Regions from separate parts of the Mus musculus genome. Here region 1 is linked to region 2. A link is a contact called in public promoter capture Hi-C data. All regions are on one chromosome and are shown on one strand. Each heading gives the region's core, a stretch centred on a gene start, on an enhancer-like site or on the middle of the called end of the contact. The rest is flanking DNA. Distances are from core to core; before and after follow the strand shown. Region 1 holds the start of Sowahc (sosondowah ankyrin repeat domain family member C). Region 2 holds the start of Sar1a (secretion associated Ras related GTPase 1A).

Region 1 (6,998 bases), core at 3,367-5,866, 2.5 Mb after region 2:
TGTATCCTTAGAAGGTGGGAGAAGAACCAAATAAAATGGAAACTTCGAGAAGCATTTTGTGAGCCATATGTAAAGTAGCTAAGGAACCACAGACACTCAGCACTTTGATCTCTACGATGGACATTTTATTTCCACAAACTTCACAGATTCTTAAACTCACAAACTTTCACTTACTTAAAAAAAAAACAACCAAAAAACAAAAGACAAACATCACATTCCAATATTTCAGGTGTGAATAAACTAGTACCCCGTTAGCTGCACTTTACATACCATAAAAGCAAACTGACATTCATAGTTTCAAGCGTACCTGGAGGACACATAAACTTGTTTTGAAACTACACAGTCTCTTGTCAACAGATGCCTGTATTTATCTATTGCCATTATTGAGAGATACAACTTCATATTTATTAAATTATACGAATCATTTTTTTCTACTCTTGATTTGGACATTGAAAAAAAAAGAGGAATGGTGTTAAGTAGCTTAAAATGTCATATTTACTGAATAAGCTACATTATGACAAGGAATGCCCGGAGTTCCTTTCGGGGCTTTTGAAATTTAAACTAATTAGCTTTGTGTGTTTGTATGAGTACAGGTGTGCAGACACCATGGTGCACATGGGGAAGCTGGAGGACAATTTTTAAGAGTTAAGTTTTCTCCATCCACTGTGGGTTCTAGGGCCAAACTCAGGTCTTTAAGCTTGTAAGATAACCACTTTCATCTGCTGAGCTGTTTGGCCTGCCCAGGAATGACTCCAGAAAAAATTTAATGTTTTATCATAGTTTTAAACATTTAGTTTGAAAAGCAAGTTAATGATAGTTGCCTTATCTTAGCATGGAATTTAAAAGTCCTAGATGAGAACTGTAAGCTTATTTGGCACTAGATATAGCTAACACGTCTAAGACATGGAACACATGATTGCTTTTTACATTGGCTTTTCACTTAAGTGTACAGAAAAAGTGCTTATCAATGTACCCGATCTACTTAAATCCTAAAACAAAGATAAAGGCACATAAGTGGGTAGCAACTTATGTGTGTATGTGTGTTTGTGTGTAGTGTAGGCATGAGAATGTTTGGGAGCCCCACGTGTGCTTATTCTGAAGATAGAAGTAGAATGTCAGGTGACTTCCTTGATGCCTTTCTTACTGCCTTGAGATAGCCTCCCCGATCCAGAAGTCACTACTTTCAGGTAGGCTGGCTGGCCACTGGGCTCTGAGGCTCTGCCTGTCTCAGTTCCTCATGTTAGGTTACTCATACCCTCAGCTATGCATACCCTATTAGATGGATGCTGGGGATTCAGTCACAGATCCTCATGCTTGCAGAACAAGTGCTCTGACCTACTGAGCCACAACTTATATATTTCATGAGCATCTTCAATTCACATTTAAAGAAGTGCTATTTTGAGATGTGACAAATTTGTTAGAAATCTCTATGACTTGGGGAGGCCAGTTAACAACAGAATGCTGTGAGCTCTGTATAACCACGCAGTCCCCTCGACTCTGAGGACTTGGCTGCTTACTCTGCCCTCTATGTTGTAGGCCAGAAAGACTAGAGAGAAGGATTTGGTCAAACCAGTCTCCCACAGAAGTTTCTACTCTTGTTATAAGATTTAATATGTTTGTAAGTTAAATTTTAAAATAATTATAAAGCCATTTACTCTTAGCACAAGTGAATGGAATGTAATTACGGATCACAGTTGTAAAAGTCTTTAATTTTAAGGAATAGTATTTTTCAACTATATATAAGGAAATTCAATAGCTAGCAGCATTGAAATACAGAAATGGCCCCATTTCTCTTCCTTTTTATAAAATATAATAAATTGCCCATTTTTAAATGGGCAGACTATCTAGGCTTTCTGTAACCACACTATAGTTCTTTGAGTACATACAAAGAAACATAAGAAAAGTGAAAGATTTAGTATTTTGCACATTTGTAAAATGTTGCTACAAAGCATAGAGGCTATGAATGTATTAATAAAATTAAAATGTCTCTTACATGAGAAACATATTAAACTGATTTAATAATTACTTCACAGAAGCATATTTTGCTATTTTCTAAACAAGGAATGGTTTAGGTGATAAGTAAATCAGTTTAGGTGATAAGTAAAGTATTGTAAGCTTCATAAACAAACAAACAAACAAAATCCCCAGAATACAAACCTCAGAAAGTTCAGAATTTAAGAGTAGCAAAACTAGTTGGTGATAATCAACAAGACATACACATTTAAAAAAAGTACCATAGGTTGCTATGTGCTCATCTATTTAAATAAATGTCTTCTTCTATTGAACCAAGTTTGTAGTTAATAATGTACCGTATAGTGTTATATAGGCACAAACCAGATTACAGTAACTTGAAAGCAAGTGCTGCTTCCTTCTTCAGTTCAGTGATTAAAAGTAAAACTGCTTTAAAAAAAAAATTGGGAACCGCTACTTACAATACAAGTAAGACGTTATCAGTGGGATTCCCATCTCCGTTCACATAATCCTCCTTTGTAGTTTCACATTTCAACTCTGACCTTGCCCTTCTTTAGCACCTTAAGCAAGTGTGCATAGCAGAAAATCAGGGCAGCCTCTAGTTTCATTCACTTACAAACATTAGCAGGTTCAGTTTGCAATACCATGTGTTTTGCATTTTCTCATGGCCCTTACTTTGCATGGTATCTCGCAATGATTAAAAAGCAAATGGGACTCTTAGTCATCAATAATTCCAGTTCTCACAAGTTCCAGGTTACCTGGGTGGGGTTGGGGAAGAGGCACAAATCAGTGCATTATGAATCACTTCAGAGACATTTTCTTGCCTCAGAATGCTATCCTGAAAGGATTATTACAGATCCACCCCAAGCCCGAAAGTTAAAATGCATAATTTATTTGGTTTTTTCTGCTTCCACTTCTTATCCATACCCAGTATTATTCTACCTTGAAGACAAATAAGCCTTAGCATTTCTAGCGCGAATTATTTTACCCAAATACATTGGACTTCGGTCTCAGTTTAAAGGAAGATGAGTAGCCTCTAAGAGACCTTTCCTCCTCCTCCTCCTCCTCCTCCTCCCCTTCCTCCAGTGTCGGTTTAGCATCCCTGAAGGAGGGAGTGGTGTGAATGATCTGGGTTCGGAATCGGATTTTGTTGAGTCGTGGCTTCATCCGTCCACTTGAGCTGCCCGAGGCTTTGCGACCTGAATCTTTTGCTTTGCTTCCTCCAGTCCATCCCTCGGGGACGTGGTGGTGAAGTTCAGCTCCGTCTTCCACGACCGGGGAGAGTTTGTGAGTGATGTGTGAGGGGAGCACCTTTGAAAGTCTCCAGCGCCCACCCCCGCGGGCGGCAGGGCTGTCTCCATCATCTTCATCCAGGGCTCCCACCAGGTTCTTTATCTCCTCTGCGATGCTCTCGCTCAGATACTGAGAGGCCTTTCTCCCGCTGTAGTCCCTGATGTCTACATCTGCGTCGTAGGCCCCCACTAGTAACTTCACCACCTCTACATGCCCATGCATCGCTGCCAAATGTAGGGCAGTGTAGCCTCCGCTCGACTTGGCATTGATGTTCACTGGCAGCTGGTGTTTGGTGGCAAAGTTGACCAACATGGCCAGGAGCTCTTGCCTGCCGTGCTTGGCGGCCCAGTGGAGACAAGTGAAGCCGGTGATGAAGTCTCGCTTCGAGAGCAGGCCGGGCTCACAAGTGAGCAGCCCTTCTAGGCTGTCCCACTTGCCCTCGGAAGCTGAGAGCATCCAGGCGTGATCCAGGGGATCCAGGGTAACCGAGGCCCCGACGCTGCTCTCCTCTTCTGCGGACGAAGAAGCTAACGATGCGGTATCGGAGTCGCCCCCTCCTCTGCTGCGACCTCCAGCGTTACCGTCCCCAGGACCCACGCTCCTCTTTAGTTGCGGGGAGCTGCCCAACACCAGGTCCCGAAAGTTCTGACGGGCCGACCTGGGTGTGTTTGGCCCACTAGGGGAACTGCCCCCTTCAGCCTCCCCCTGTGGAGGGAGTTTAAGGTTCTCGCTGGACCCGGGACCCGACGCCCAGGACACGGCCTCGACCTCCTGTGGTGGCGAGTCCTTACCTTGGGCCCCACCTTGAGCAGGGGCTGGAGGCTCTTGGTCGCTCACTTCGCCACCCAGTCCGAGAGACAACTGTGGATTTGCCTCCTGGAGCTGGCTGCCCTCGCAAGGCTCCGCTGCAAGGTCCGGGACTTGAGGCTCCTCAGTCACCTCGATACGCGGGGGCTCTCGGGGGAGCTTGGCCTCAAGCGGGGGGGAATCCCCCGTACAGAACCTTTTCTTGAGATGCACATACTTGGTACCATCCGCGGGATCGGTGCGCACGGTGGCCACGGCATTGACCAGTTCCTTGAAGCGCTCGCGGGCGCGGGTGCGCTGTTCGCGCTGGCCACCCAGGACGTCCCTGAAGTGTTGCACCAATTCCGAGTGTCCCGCCCGGCCCCCACGCTCGGCGAGGAAGCGCAGGATCGCCTCCGAGCTCAGCTCCAGTGACCCCTCCATTCACCGCGGCTCAGCTTCTCAGCCCCAGGAGCGCTCAGCCAGACACCATGGCCGGACGCCTGGAGGACCCGGAGAGCGGCTTGGGTCTCAGTGGCTGGCAGCACGCGCGATCCCAGCTTTGAAGAGTCTCGAGTCCCGCGAGCGCTGACACCGCCTCACTGGGGCCGCGTCCCAGTGGACACGCCCCGCCACACCCACTTCCGCTCGGGACTCAATCTCGGCGACAGTCCCCGGCCCGAGGCCCCGCCCACTTCCGGGCTCCGCGCGGGCTCGCAGCCACTGTTTCCGCCAGTGGCGGGAGGCGAGGGACCCAGAGCTTGGCCTCCGAGGCTCACGTTTCCACTCACCCTCCCCACACACTTGGCTTTTCGTCAAAACGCCCGGTGGGGCACACCCGGGAGAAGCTCGCCCCGAGCGCGGGAAACCCTGGTAGTCCCTGGCGCGTTCCCGCAGCCCTCCGCCTCGGCCCCGCCCCAGCCTCTCAGCAGAGGCCGCCCCGCCCATTAACGGCTGCGGGGCGCCGGGCACGCCCCTTGTCCCGCCAGTTACGCCCAGCGGGTCTCTCTCTGAAGCGGCCCGGGACCTGTGTTTGCGTCCAGCCTGAGACCACCGTTTCCCTACGTCCCACCAGGGCTATGGCCTCATGCGACGAGGTACAGCAGCTGGTGAGCCCCGCGCCCTTGGGTTCCCCGAGCCCCCGCCCCGCCCCGCCCGGTCGCCTCTGGGCCAGCGAGATTGTGACCGTGCGGCTCCGGGACTCCGCGTGTCGTGGAGAGGGGGCTCCCTGTTGCCCCAGGGCGAGGGCTGAAGAGCTCTGGCGAGCGACTGCATGTTGGGGAAAAGTTACATTTTCCAGGCTTCCTGGTCCTGGCCAAAGCGGGGTGGTGTAAATGAAATCCAGGATGATGATCGATGCCTATCACTTTGTAACGGTTTTTTTTTTCCTTTTCCCCGACTTAAATCAGGCCTTGGAATCCGCCTGATTTTGTGCAATTGTGTACACGTACATGGCTACTGACCGGAAAGTCGGCTTCCTTAGATTTTCCAAAGCTCGCGGGTTTACTGTAATGCTTGGCGGTTTTGTTTGGCTTTCCCGTCCCCTTGTAATGAAAAAAAAAAAAAACAACAAAAAAAAAACAAACAAACCACTTGACCGATCCAATGTTTTGTGCGGTTCAAATAACTTGAAAAACTTATCTTAGTTGATATAGGATATAAGCCATAGTTATCCGAGAGGTCATACTGTTTTCATAATACCAATCTCTTGTAATCTTGCTTTTGTTCCCATCATTTTAAGATTGTATGTGGAATCTTCCAGTTGTCGCAGGGGGTAGAATAGATTCTATTTCTACTTCCCTAACAGCTGCACGCAGTAAATTATTTTTCTCTACTTTAAGAAACTCTAATATTTCCCTTATCCAATATTAATGAAAGTAATCCTCTTAACTAACTCTATTGAATCCTTTGGCATTGGTAGTATTTTTGTCGGATTCTTAATCTCAAGCAACATTTCCCAAATAACTTTCTACTTACCTGAAACAAGTGACTCTTATTATTATCTTCCTATGTTGCATTTTAGTTGTAGAACTTATTTCAATAGACTAAAATAAAAATAATGAGAAATAGATAAATGCTATAATTTCTGTGTGAAGTTGGTTCGTGATCATTGACATGAAAAAAAAATCATAGTACCTAAGCTATTCGAACCTTAATGGCTGTCCAGTAAACCTATTCTCATAAAAAAGTATTATCATCCATTTAGTGATTTATCAGTACCTTCTAATTCTTTAGCATGATGAAACTTTGATTTCTTGTTAGATATATCCACACTAATACAACTTATAGGTCTCTTCCCCCTGAAATATACATTGGACACAGTAACTGCATTCACATCTGTCACCCATATTTGCCATGATGTCTACCGTGGGTAAATTTTTCGATATTTACATGTGAATGGAGTTTCACCATATTTGGAATCTGTTTATTGCTTCACATAGGAAGAGGTTTATGTTGTGGCTCATATACTTTTATAGAAAGCTGAAAACAATGGAATTTCTATTTGTAGTTACTAGAAATGGCATTTATAGGTGAATTTCTGCCACGAGGGTCCGTGTTCTTCTTAGCAACAGTTATACTTTTATCAGCTATTCTGTGCATCCGAGACATCTCAGTTGACAAAGCTGTGTTACTGTTAAGCTGTTTGTTTCCCCCCATCAGGTAGTCGTTGAGAATTTCTATGTGCCACTATGTCCTTGTTTGCTTCTATTTAAATGCCATTCTACATGTAATTGTATTCGTTACCTTCAAAGATAAGTGAAGGTACAGAGACTGTAACTTCATCTGGAAAAGTCCTAGTCTTAGGTGTTCTGGAATAGTGCCAGTTCTCTTTCTAGGCACCATAATTTTTTAAGATTATATGTTGGGGGTTCTGTTTTGAGAAATGTGGTTACCATATTGTCACAGTAACCATGAATTCACCGTAACTAGGAATTCTAGGATTTCCA
Region 2 (6,792 bases), core at 3,899-6,398:
TGAAAATATTCTTAACCTTAAGAAGCCTCAATTTCCCCTTTCTCCAAGTTTCCTGCTTAAGATCAAATATGGGAGCTAAGTCTCATCACAGAACTGATCAGAAAGTCCCAGGGATGCAGAGTAGGTGACCTGAGTGAACTACAGTAACTTGCTTCCAGGACCTCAGTTACTAAGAGAACTCCATCAACTAGGGATGGATCCATCCTCCATTCATGGCACTGACCATCAGGTCACCTCTGAAACTTACTGGGATGGAGTGTTGGTACGTGCTGGCCTAGTCTGTCATCTTTCAGCATGTGAAGAAGAGTGGTTTTGCCCGCATTGTCCAATCCTAAGAATACAAGTTTTCCAGATTTCTTGTAGAGTCCTGTAAGAGAAAAGAATGTCTTAAATGTTCTTCCTACCAAAGGCAGCTTAGATACTATTGTTTGAGGAAATATAGTTGCAACCTGTACTGTGTTTTATGAAAATGGCTTTACCTAGGAACTGGAGCACACTGCTGAAGCCATTGTAGATCCACTCAAAGATGAAAGACATTATTGATGCTTACAACCTGTGTAAAACATGAACGTAACATTAGCTTTCTGCATGTCTTATTCTCTGACACATGTCCATAAACCTAAGTTCCCTAAAGTAGGAAAGCAAAGTCCAGGGCTGGAGACATGTTTCAGCAGTTAAAAACAGTTGTTGCTCTTATAGAGGACCCAACTTTGATTCTCAGCACGCACATGATAGTTCACAACTATCTGTTAACTCTAGTTCCAAGGGAATCCAATGCTCTCTTCTAGCCTCTGTGTTAAACATACATGCACGCAAGCAAAACACTCACACACAAAATAAAAATCAATGTTGCAAAGACTAACTAATCTCCTTAGTTTTTGAGACAAGGATTTTGTAGTCTGAAGGGAAGACTCTAGGACTCTCACATCTGCAAATTCAGATAACCAAAGAACTAGGCATTTCAGACACACCATCCCCCTTTACTGGGAGATGTACTCCTCCAGGAAGCTACCCATTCACTGCTGCCTACTAGTTGGCAACATCCCTAGCAATGCAGTATCTTTAATGATCAGAATCAAGCTGGGTGGGGGTGGTACATGCCTTTAATCCCAGCACTTGGGAGACAGAATCTCTTCGTTTGAGACCAGCCTGATCTACAGAAGAGTGTTCCAGGACAGCCAGGGCTACATAGAGAACATCTGTCTTGAAAAAGTAAAAAGCTGAATCAAGAAGCCAAACATGCACCTGGTATGAACCATGATGGGAGCTGTGTGTGGTGACATGTCCACGAAATCCCAGAACTTGGGAGACAGAGACAGGAAAATCTGTGCCCAGCCTTGGTCCACACAATGAGTCCTAGGCCACTGGGATTCTTAGAACAAAAGAATCAAAACAAAGCTATGAATGAAGAGTTCATTGACCTGAATAAGAAGTTATTAAGCTGTTCTATACAGCTCCAAAAAGGACACAGCAAATCTATCAACTGGCCCAGTTTGGTTGACTCCACTTACCAATATCCTTAACCATTTACAGATGTTTCAACTTGTGAAAGGATATCCTGTTTTACAGAAACATACAGGAATAAAAACTTCTATAATATAATCTAGTGTTACATATTACGAATTCTTAATTTCTTAAGTATACTAATTCATAATATAGTAAGAGGTTCTAAAGCAAGCAAACATCTTATTTGTTTCTTTTGAGACAGGGTCTCAACCATGAAGCACCAAGGACTGCTGCCAGTCTGTCTTAACTAGCACAGACACCAAAACCACTTTTCCTAGTGCCTATAGGCTTTAAGGGGAAAATGTATGAGTAAAGCCACTGAGAGCTCTAAGCACAGTTAAGAAGGAAGGATCTAGAAATACCGAGGAATGGTAAGATTCACAGAGACCCATTTCCTGGTCACACTGAATTTCTGTATCAGCAGCTCCGTTTATCGCAGAAAAGAAAAACCACTACTTTCTCAACAAGACAAAACTTGACAGAAAATGCAGTAACTGCAATTACACAAAACTTCCATGAACAATAACTGGAGGAAATTACCTATGTATGCACATTCATACATATGTGTGTATTTTTATCTTTTAAGAGACAGGATCCTGCTGTGTTGCCTAGACTGGCTTCAAACTCCAGGGCTTTAAGCTATCCTTATGCTTCAGCATCCTGAATGCTACTACGCAGTCTCACCTGAATTCTTCAAAGATGCTAGATGAAAGCAAACTATCAAATTACTGTGGTTTTATCAAGCCTATGGCCTGACCTGTAAACCTTAGAAACTACCTCATGCTTGCTCCACTCAGCTTTTATGAAAGAGCAACATTTGGGTGAAGGTACAGACAGAAACTGTGGCACACAGAACACATTTTGCATGTTAAGTAATAGCCAGGAGGGGAAGTACACACTTGCAATCTTACCATTCAAGAGGCTCAAGAAGAAAGATCACAAGTTCAAAGGCCAGCCTGGGCTACATAGGGAATTGAAGGCCAGCTTAAGCTACACATCAAAACCCCTGTCTCAAAAACAAACAAACAAACAAACAAACAAAAAACCCAAAACAAAAATGCTGGTGTCTCACCCATACAATGAATTGAAGCCAGCCTGAATCATGAGGTCCCATCACCAAGAAAAAAATAAAAAAAAAAACGTATGGAGGGGAGGCTGGGAGCATAGCTCAGTGCAAGCAAGGGATTCTTAGCTAAAATGCATGGCCCTGGGTTCGATTCTTGGCACTGACAAACCTGCACAACTTAGCACTTTAAGAAGCCAGTAACAAATACATGTTTAAATTCAAGTTTATTGAGTAAATAAAACAATACATCTTTCTTCTACAGTCCCCCTAGCCAGACATCCTCCCTTATCTCTCACTTTATTCCAGGAGAGACCCAGTTCATCTTTAACAGGCTGTGGCCTACTGTGGCCTCTTACACCCAACAAGTCTAATTCATGTGCACTGGTTTGCTGCCAATAGTCCAGCACTTTGTTTTTAGCCACATCTCTTTAGAAGAATTCCCAAGATGGACATGGGTGTGAAAGCTTTGACCACAGCACCTGAGAGGCTGAGGCAGGAAGAGGAGCTTTAGTGTGTTGCAGCTTCACCAAGCCAAAGTAGGCTACATAGTGACACTCTGTTTCAAAGGAAAACAAAACAAAACAAACAAACAAACAAAAAACAAAAACAAAAACAAAAACAAAGAAAAGGAAAGCAAATATTCTCAGCCTGGTTAATTCTACAAATGTGATACTTTAGAGGATTTTTTTAAGTGGTAACGTAACTGACTTACTTTCATTTTCCAATTTATTTTCCTTCCCAGTTCTTGTTTTAAAAGCCTTCCTACCAAAATGATAAGGAAAAGTATTAGAATGAATTCTTCAGTGATGTTAAAAAGTAGTACTGGGACTGGAGAGATGGCTCAGTGGGTAAGAGCACTGACTGCTCTTCCAGAGTTCAATTCCCAGCAACCACATGATGGCTCACAACCATCTGTAATGGGATCCGATGCCCTCTCCTGGTGTGTCTAACAGTTACAGTGTACTCATATACATAAAATAAATACATAAATCTTAAAAAAAAAAAAAAGTAGTACTCCTCTCAGAGCCCAGAGTTGGGCTGTACTGCTGCCCAAAGCTGAAGAAATGGCCTTGCTGACACTGTCCTTGAGATCTCGGGATCTGAACCAATTCATCCACCAGCAACCTTAGAATTTATACAGCACCAGCACAAATACCTTCATCTCATCCTCCCACCAACTCTAGCAAGCCAAGATGAAGACGAGGACACTCTTTAGGCTCCCTGTCCTGTTCAAGACTGTGCGGTCAAAAGCATCAGTTCCAAAAGCCAGGAGAGACGGATCAGAGGTTCAGAGTACCAACTGCTCTCCCAGAGGCCCTGGGTTCAAGCCCCAGCACCCACATGCGGCTCAGAACTGTAACTTCATCTCTAGGGGATCTCACACAGGCACACATGGAGGTAAAACAACAATTCACATCAAATAAAAATAAGGTATTTAAGAAGAAAAGCCTCTCACCTAAAACCAAAGCCCTTTTCCTGCTAATATTAAATTCCAATCATAAGACTTCCAAAAGGGTAAAAGGTAACTTTCTTCCTTAACCTACCACCTACACAGACGATAATCTTAAGAACACACTATTTTCTATTCTTCGTCTACTCTATCATCTATGGAATGTTAAGAATATTAAAACCAACAACACAATTCATGAACCTTAAGTAAAAACCGTGCAAATATCAAGATGGGAACAAACAAGTGCCAGAAAGACCATCAAGCAATAAAAAACGTACTCTCAAACATATTCACTCCGGGTGAATCTGGGATAGAAGGCAGCTGGCTATTAACTAAGAAAGTCTACGTAGCTGCAAGGTGAATGTCAAAGATCAGCTTCCTGACAATTCCCCCCTAACCCTCCCTTCTCAACCTGAGCGGACAGTGCCCAGGTACTGAAGAAACACCCAGTGAGGGAGGATACTGAGAAAGGGTACGACTACCAATGGTACCATTGGTCGGTACCATTCTCACCTGGGTAAAAATGACGAAGAAAACATTCATCTACGATAATCGCCCAAGAGGGAATTTTTCCATGCACAGGAAAAATAAAAAGGGTGGATGGGAGTGGGGTGTTGGTGGAGGGAGAGACCATGGGTTCCAGACAGGGCATCGGATACCCAGAGGCTGAACGTGGGGCTCGAGCGCCCACTCGCTACTCGAGGGCCACGATCTGCAGAACGCAAGGATGAGTGCCAGGGCTCCAGCTATCCTCACCGAGGAACCAGACTCCTCCGCTATGGAGGCCACGAAGCCGTCTCCTCCCCCAAAAAAAACCCCGACCGCCGCCACGCCACCCCGCAGCCCGTCCCCGCCCAGAGCCGGCCCGCGGAACCGCCTGCGTGTCACTGCACCCCCACCCAGCCCCTCCGCGGCGGCCCCGCGCCCCGGCCTTCGCTGTGGCCCGTCCCGGGCCCGCTGCCCCACCGCCACCTCCTCCGCTGGGGCCCCGACTCACGGCCCGAGGGGCTCCTCCGGCGGTGGCTGGCGGCGCGACCCTCCCTCAGAGCACACAGACCAGCAGTCCCCGGGTCCGCCAGCTACGCGCCGGATGTACGTCACGCCCCTCCCTGAGACTTCCGGGCACGCACGTGCCCCGCCCCCTCGACGCGTCACGCCGTCCGGGCTGTGGGTACCGCCCTAACAGCCACTCTGGCCGCGGAGAGGCGGGCCTAAGGAGTGACGTACGCTCGGGGTGAGGCTCCGCCCGCTCTGTGGAGGCTCTCAAGCGGGGTAAGACGTGGCAGCGTCTGTCAGGCGGCCTGGGCTTCTGTCCCCAACTTAAGCAGCTACTTAAGCAGCCTGGGGCTTCCGATCCCAGTATGTTTTCAGACGCGCGCCGGACATCAGAAGCGGAGGCTGCCAGATATCAGTAGAGTCTAGGACAGTAGAATTGACTTTGGAGACCTCAACCTAGGTGGATGTCACCTAGTCATCGTTTTAAGTTGTTTTCCCCGCCTTGGGATAGCGTTTCTATTTTTCAGCTTTCTAAATAAAAGCAACAAGAGTTTAATGAGCAGTTTTGGGCAGTACCCTGACTGCTTGGGATCCTTCATCTGGTTTAACCCTCAGTACGTATTAATAGCTCCACTGAACAAATCAGTTAACTGGGGCTTGCAAAATAGCTCATCCATCAGGTCAAGGTAGGTTTGCCTACTGTTTTAGCCAGGGCTCTCAGAGGAACCACAACTGGCCCCGCATTGTGATGCACGCCTTTAATGCCAGCCCTTGGGAAGCTAATGTCTATGGATCTCTGAGTTCCAGGCCAGCCAGAGTTACACGGCGATACCCTGTCTTAAACAAACGAATAAATAAGGAACAGAGATAGAATAATTATACATGTGCAACTTAAAAAATATTTACAAGTGTTTTGTTTGCATGAATGTCTGTACTATGTACATGTTTGTTGCCTGCAGAGACCAAAAGGGTGTCAGATCTCCTGGAACGGGAGTTATAGACCATGGTGAGATTCTAGTGAGCATATCTCTGCTGGGAATTGAACCCAAGTCCTCTGGAAGACCATCCAGTGCTCTTCACTGCTCAGCCATCTCTCTAACCCCAATATATCGTTAAGAGGATTTATTAGAGTGGCTTACAGGCTGTGGTCTGAGTAGTCCAACAATTGGTTGTTTCCCAATGGGAAGGCCAAGAGTTGGGTAATGGTTCAGACCATACCAGACTGATAGGCTCAGCAGTCCCAATCTGATGCTGAGAATCTAGGGAACTACTACATAGCCAGTAGTCTTCAGTCGAAGTTGGAATCCCAAAGAAGTAGGTCCTAATATCAATGGAGGGATGCCTCAACAACAGAACAGATGAACTTGCCAGGGAGAGTGAGGGCAAGCAGGCAAAAAAGCAAACGCCTCCTCCTTCCATGTCCTTTTATGTGGGCTGCCACTCGAGAGTGTGGCCCAGATTTAGGGTGGGTCTTCCCACTTCATATGATCCGATCAAGAAAAATCCCTCACAGGTGTGACCAGCTGCTTTCATCTTAGTTAATTCCAGATGTGATCAACTTGACAACCAAGATTAGCAGTCACACTGCTCAAAGATCAAGACTGACAACCTGAGTTCAAGTTCCAGAACCACAGAAAGTGGGGTGGGGAGGGCAGTCTCTGCAAATGCCAGGGCTGGCAAAGGAATGGTTCCTGTGAACTAAGAAGGAAAGCAAGTGAGTGCGACTTAGTTAGCCAGTGTTGGTTCCAACTTCCAGAGTTTGATACCAGGCATT

What was found. Promoter capture Hi-C pulls out the DNA fragments that hold promoters and counts their contacts.
Region 1: a contact with region 2 is called in a promoter capture Hi-C map of liver, with 2.7 times the contacts expected there. The contact joins the promoter of Sowahc here to the promoter of Sar1a in region 2. A contact is called at or near these places in 2 of 39 promoter capture datasets (liver and pre-B cells) and 1 of 115 datasets of contacts at active chromatin or transcription factors (astrocytes).

What each region holds. Positions count from the first base shown.
Region 1 is chr10:59,219,540-59,226,537 of GRCm38.p6, reverse strand. It overlaps Sowahc (sosondowah ankyrin repeat domain family member C), which reads right to left and starts at 4,616. Exons shown (of 1, transcript NM_172939.3): 1 at 104-4,616. The coding sequence starts at 4,494. The coding sequence ends at 2,956. Septin10 (septin 10) reads left to right here and starts at 5,038. Exons shown (of 10, transcript NM_001024911.3): 1 at 5,038-5,147. The coding sequence starts at 5,130.
Region 2 is chr10:61,678,641-61,685,432 of GRCm38.p6, reverse strand. It overlaps Sar1a (secretion associated Ras related GTPase 1A), which reads right to left and starts at 5,148. Exons shown (of 7, transcript NM_009120.3): 1 at 5,020-5,148; 2 at 480-553; 3 at 248-367. The coding sequence starts at 537. It overlaps 1700022H01Rik (RIKEN cDNA 1700022H01 gene), which reads left to right and starts at 5,143. Exons shown (of 2, transcript NR_126477.1): 1 at 5,143-5,294.